2 separate regions of the Hordeum vulgare genome follow, and region 1 is linked to region 2. The links are chromatin contacts, called in public Hi-C maps. All regions are on one chromosome and are shown on one strand. The core of a region is the stretch at or near the end of the contact, and the rest is flanking DNA. Distances in the headings are between cores, read along the strand shown. Region 1 holds the start of LOC123427140 (probable folate-biopterin transporter 2). Region 2 holds the start of LOC123427138 (protein CHROMOSOME TRANSMISSION FIDELITY 7).

Region 1 (2,988 bases), core at 118-2,617, 360 kb before region 2:
GAACACCAGTGCAGAGGGGATGCTCAACAAGCCAATAGCCCCCTTCAAACAGCAAGCACAAGACATATCATTCGCCGAGAACATGGAATTCGCATGCCAAGGCATGTGAGGAACAAGAATTGATAGCATATTAGCTTAACATAACAGGAGACTCACGAACCTGGGCACCCATGGAGTGCACAAGAAGGCCACTGATGGAGTACCCGATCAGTGACCCAAATGAGGAGCAAAACCCACACAAGCTCTGCATGTCGGCGGCAAGCGGTGGGTGTGTTATGCTGTTCTGTGCAACCAGGGCGTCGAGCGTCACGTCGGCTATTGCCGCGCCTGCGCTCTGCGCCGTGAGGGCCAGGACCGCCGGTATGAGCCCCAGATTGCTTTGCAGGGAAATGATAAGCATGGATGTGGCGCCAATTACGCCTGCATTAACCTCAGAAGTCAGAACACAGAGCATCAGGGGATACCAACCATGAAAATGATGTCGAGTTTGCCTATTTGTCTCTGTGTGTGTGTGTGTGTGTCAGTGTGTGTGTCAGTGTGTGTGTGTGTGTGTGTCTGGAATCAAGAAGAGATCCCCAAATCTTCTCACCTGCGAGAAGGAAGTAGGGGCGGCGGCGGTACCCGGCGACGGGCACGACGTCGGTGAGCAGGCCCCAGACGGGCTTGACGACCCACGGCGAGTCGACGATGCCCTGGTAGAACTGCGCCGCGGACGGCTGGAGGCGCAGCACGTCCTTGCTGTAGTACGAGGCGGCGACCACCCCGACGGCGTTGCCCACGCCCTGGCAGGCCCCGTAGACGGCGAAGACGGCGAGCACGAAGCTCCAGTGCAGCTCGCGGGAGAGCCGCCGCAGCCAGCGGAAGGGGGAGGCTGCGCCGCATTCGACGCTGCCGTCGCGGGGACCGCTCTCGGCGCCGGCGCCGCCAGCTTCTTCGAGTGGCCCGCCCTCCTTGGCGTCGGGATCCATCATAGCAGTAGCCCGCGAGGAACAGTTTCTTCCGAGGCCTCTTGGGGATCTGCGGCGAAGCCACGGGAAACCGCGCGGCAGGAATGCGAGCTGCGGCGACCGGGCGGTTGGCCGCCGGGAGAGGCCGACGAGCGCGAGATGCGGCGTATATTTTCTTGGTGAGCTGACTGGCTAGCACCTAGCAGTAGGCAGTAGCTGAGCACGAGGCGAAGTGCGAGTTCGCGGTGTTTGGTTTGACTTGGACTCGCAACTTGTTTCTACACGAGCGAGAAGACGAAAAATCAGGGCGTTGTGCAGACAGGCACGGTCGCCGGAGTTCATCAGACAATGGGAATCTACGAGAGGGAGAGGAAGGGAAAGGCCGTGGTGAATTTTCTGATTTGATTTGCCGGCGGTGAGCGACGGTGATATTGGAGGGCATTCTTTTCCTCGCTATCAACGGATGATCCAGGAAAAGGGATCACGCGTGATGTCACATTCTTGGCTATTGCTTTGCTTTGATTATTAAAATGGATATTACTAAATCACCTTTCTTTTTTCTAAGAAGAGCTCTAAACCACCTCATACGGGGCATTAAGATTGGTATTGCCTAATAACCATTCAAGTACCAAATAATCTATTATACAATTGGATATCTCAAATTAAAAATCTCAAATCCATATTATTACATGCAACTTGAATTGATCCTTTAGGCGGAGCTCGTCTAACTTCGCCGCGCTCATGTCCGACGGCCGGCTACGCTCCCCAGAGTGTTGTTCCGATCTCTTGCGAGGTAGAGTAGGACATGAAACACGAGCCAGCTCATGAGACTCGAGGCGACATGGTCTTCCATGCCCCACTCTTCCTTGTCGGAGCCAGAATCCCTAACGGTGTCGATGGACGTCAGATCGATGATGGACCCATCCTGGGATGAGATGGCGACATCCACCACAACGCGGTTGCGGCGTAGAGACTGGTGCACCATACGGGGCACCGGAAAATACAACTCCGCCTCGCCAACGTCCACCACGGCGAGGGCTGTCGCCTCCTCCCGTGCCCGCTGTTGCACACGACATGCATCCTGTGCCATGTTTTCGTCAGACGACGTCCATGGTGGGTCCTCTGCCTTGGCGCCTCAATGAAGGGGTTCCACATCTGTCACTGCGTTCGGACGCCACACATACCGCACCGCCTTCGATGAGGTAGCGACGACACACCTAGCAGGGCATCCATGCACCATTTGGATGGACACAACGGATTCCCGATGAAAGGAGTTCGAGCACTGCCGTCGGGCCTCCTCCTCACGTGAGTGATAGAGCGCAAGCCGGATGATAATCTCCTCATTGGGGTTGCGTGGGATAAGCTCGGAGAACGAATCTGGAGATGTAGGACTCAGATTCGCTGCCCGACATGCCAAAGAAGTTTGGAGATCGCCAGACGGGAGTTTAGGTGCTGGAGTGGAGTGAAGCGGAGCAGCTAGGGTTTGGTGCGAGGAAGGGACGGGGACGGATATATGTGGGATCGGATAGGCCAGCGTGGGTCGGGTCTAACGTGGACGCGCTTGGTCGCATTCGAGTCTCTCCATATCCGCCTCATATTTAGACTAGATATGAGAGGTGTTGGCCAGACTAGAGATTTGAGGTTAGTTTAAGGCGTCCGTCTTGGTTGGGTTTTTCTGATCAGGCCTTCCGTCGAAACGTATGAGGGTGGTTTGAGCCACCCGACTGTAGATGTCCTAAAGGCATCTCCAAAGCGGACGCTACAGCCGGGCGCTAGGATTAATTTCAACCCAAATTCTAAAAAGTGCTTGCATGCTCGTTGGTTGTCCCGAGCGCACACCCACGTGCCGTCCGATTGATCGATCGGTAGCGTAGGTGCCGCTCGGTCGGGGCGATAGCCAGTACGACCCATTTAAGGCATGTGATGCATGGTCGGCCCAGTCGAATAGTCCAACCCTGTCCCCCGTCCCCCGTCCTCACCATTCACTTTCACCACCCTCCCCCACCACTCGCTCAGAGAGAGAAACGGCTCCCCGCATTCG
Region 2 (2,878 bases), core at 69-2,568:
GATTCAGGATGTGAGCTCTGGGATGGAGGTGATTTTGGAGCAGCCATGGAGCCGGGGACGAGGGACGCGTGGGGAGTGTTTGGGGCTGGTGCGATTATTACGGGAGTGATTATGGGTGAATACATGGCAAGGAAGTCACGCAGATATATATGGAAACACGTCTACCAGATTTGGAATCAATTTCAGCCATGAGATGAAAACTTCATCTACGTTCCTTGACCAGTCTGAAGATTTGTTCCTATCAGACATCCGTTAAGAAGCATTTCCCTTCAAACATTGACCTGGTCAAAATCAGTGACCCAATTCAGAATTGAAGACGTCAATTAAATGTAAGGCCTTAAAACCAAGGAGCATAGTGTATTAAACTAGAAGGGTTGGGCGCGCTTTGCTGCGTCGTTGGTATTGTTGGATTTCTTAGAAGATACATCACTTTGTTTCAAAGTATAAGGTGTATGAAAAGTCAAACCTTTTAAGTCTAATCAAATTAATATATCAAAATCTGTAATATCAAGTAGGTATGATTAGATTCATCGTGAAATGAATTTTCATAGTTTTTTATTTAATATTGTGGATGATGATATTTTTTGCTCTGAATTTGGTCAAAGTTATAGGAATTTGACTTTTCAAAAATCTAATACCCCTTATATTTTAGAACTGATAAAATATTTAGTTTGGCGGATGAGGGAGATGATGGAGTGAGTTTTATTTATATTTATAATGTGATAGTTTGGTGGGTCTTTCGTGGTATGATTCTGTTAATTCAAAGAAATGAATGTGAAAGTTTGGCGCATGAGGGAGATGATGGAGTGAGTTTTATTTATATTCAAAATTGAAATAGGGAACATAGTGAATTCAAAGAAATGAAGGGGGACTCCTTGAAAAATTGTTAACCCGATCAAAATCGAATAATCCATTTCTAAATTAACGACCTTAATTAATGTGAGGCCTTAAAATTAACAAGCATCGTGTGTAGTATAAAAGAATTGAATATGAGAGGTTAGTGGACTAAAAGAATTGAACGGGAGATATCCTTGAAAATTGTTGACCAGGGAAAATCGAGTGGTGCATTTCTAAATTAAAGATCTTAATTAATTGTGAGGTCTTAAAAATATAGAGGATATAGTGCATAGTATAATTAGAGAGTAGAGTGAATTTGAGGGCTGCTAGAGTGAATTTGAGGGCTGCTATTTGATTTGAAAGCAAAATTGGAAAGATGGAGACGAATGGCCTGTTCGGAGTCCCTCCGTTCCAGGACTCTGTTTCCAACGGAGCTTCGGTTAAAAACGGCGGAGCGAATCCCTGTCTTCATCTCAGAACCCCGCGTGACGGCCTTCCCATTCCCTGCCCGTCCGATCTCCTCCCCTCGCGGCGTCATCCCCTCATCAGCACCGTCCATTCGCCCGCTTGCCCCCCTCTCAGTCCCCACCCAGCGTCTTCATCGTCTCCGCCCGCCGCCGTCGCCTCTTCTTCCCCCACTCCGGCAGGAAAGAAGAAGGGGGAGAGCGCGAGGAGATGCAGCCCAAGATCAACACGTTCTTCAAGCGCCAGGTCACGGGGCCGGATCCGAGCAGGTTCTTCTTCCCTTTCCCCGCTTGAAGCCGATCACTGCTCGCACCAAACCTCGCCGGTTCCGAGCCTACCCTTACAACTGATGCAGAATTATCCTCCGACGCGAAATCTTGACCTGTGTTCGTTCTCATTTCCTTCCAAGTGGACGGCCGTTCGATGCTTCCAAAATCTTGCAAGTATTCTACACCGAATGGGTGCCTTTCAGATTCACCTTTTCGCGAATCCGACTGATCCGTGTCGATGGTTTTGGGCAGCGAGGCGACGGAGGCGAAGAGGCCCAAGAGCTGCGGGGACGGCAAGGTCCTCAACAAGAAGAGGAACTACGGGCAGTTCCACCTGGAGCTGGGGCAACCTGATTTCCTCCTCCACATGTGCGCGGTCTGCGGCATGATGTACGCCCGCGGCAACGACGATGACGAGAAGGTTCACAGGGCCTACCACAAGAGCTACTTCGAGGGCGTCCCGTTCAAGGTTCATTGCGCTGCACTTGTTTTTTTTTTTTTTTTTTTTTTTTTTTTTTTTTTTGAATTGCAGGGTGGAGAGTTTCTACGGGTGGAGAGTTTCCACCTTGCTGTTTCTACGGGTGGAGAGTTTCTGACCGACGAAATGCAGGGTTGGCGCGAGGAAACCGTGGTTATGAGGTCCGAGGGCGGTGACCGGATAATTCTAGCAAGAGGTGAAAATTCTTGTATACGGAACAGCAAGGTAATTTGGGCAAACTCACTTTGTTATGTCCTGATGCATGACTTGTATACGGAACAGCAAGAAATGCAGACTGTAAGTTGACTGGTAGCTGTAATCTGTGTGTATGCATCCATGCTTACTGCTGAAAGCCTGAACCACTTCACAACCAATCCACATTTCGACATTAGAAACGCAGATGCAAATTGCACAGATTTTGAGATTTAGTTTGCAAACCATTTAACATCATGTACATATGTCAGTTTCAGGAGGTGATCAAAGTGGTGGAAAAGGAGCTGGGGTTTGGTGAAGGCCAGCTCCTTCATAAGCTCTGCAAGGTAAGTTACACTTTTAATTCCCGTGTACGGAGTATATAAAATATAACATCATAAATGCAATATATTTTGTGTTACTGAAAGAAAGAAAACATCTCTGTTGCATAGGTCTATCTGTTTGTATCTGGTGGGAGGATAGTGGGATGTCTAGTTGCCGAACCGATAAAAGCAGCACACAAAGTTATTCCAAGCTCTGCATCGGAAAACCGAAGCAATTTGCCGGACAATAAAACTGAATCAGCACAGGCAAACCATACATTAAAGTTTGGGAAAATAAGTTTCAAGAGGGAAGT

Evidence for each region. A called contact is a pair of places that touch in the nucleus more often than the background predicts.
Region 1: a contact with region 2 is called in a Hi-C map of leaf, with 6 times the contacts expected there. The contact joins the promoter of LOC123427140 here to the promoter of LOC123427138 in region 2. A contact is called at or near these places in 3 of 6 Hi-C or Micro-C datasets (leaf and seedling) and 1 of 1 datasets of contacts at active chromatin or transcription factors (embryo).

The regions. Positions count from the first base shown.
Region 1 is chr2H:545,719,765-545,722,752 of MorexV3_pseudomolecules_assembly, reverse strand. It overlaps LOC123427140 (probable folate-biopterin transporter 2), which reads right to left and starts at 1,367. Exons shown (of 5, transcript XM_045111114.1): 1 at 590-1,367; 2 at 161-420; 3 at 1-42. The coding sequence starts at 971.
Region 2 is chr2H:545,357,936-545,360,813 of MorexV3_pseudomolecules_assembly, reverse strand. LOC123427138 (protein CHROMOSOME TRANSMISSION FIDELITY 7) reads left to right here and starts at 1,318. Exons shown (of 6, transcript XM_045111112.1): 1 at 1,318-1,571; 2 at 1,824-2,040; 3 at 2,182-2,274; 4 at 2,514-2,588; 5 at 2,694-2,878. The coding sequence starts at 1,513.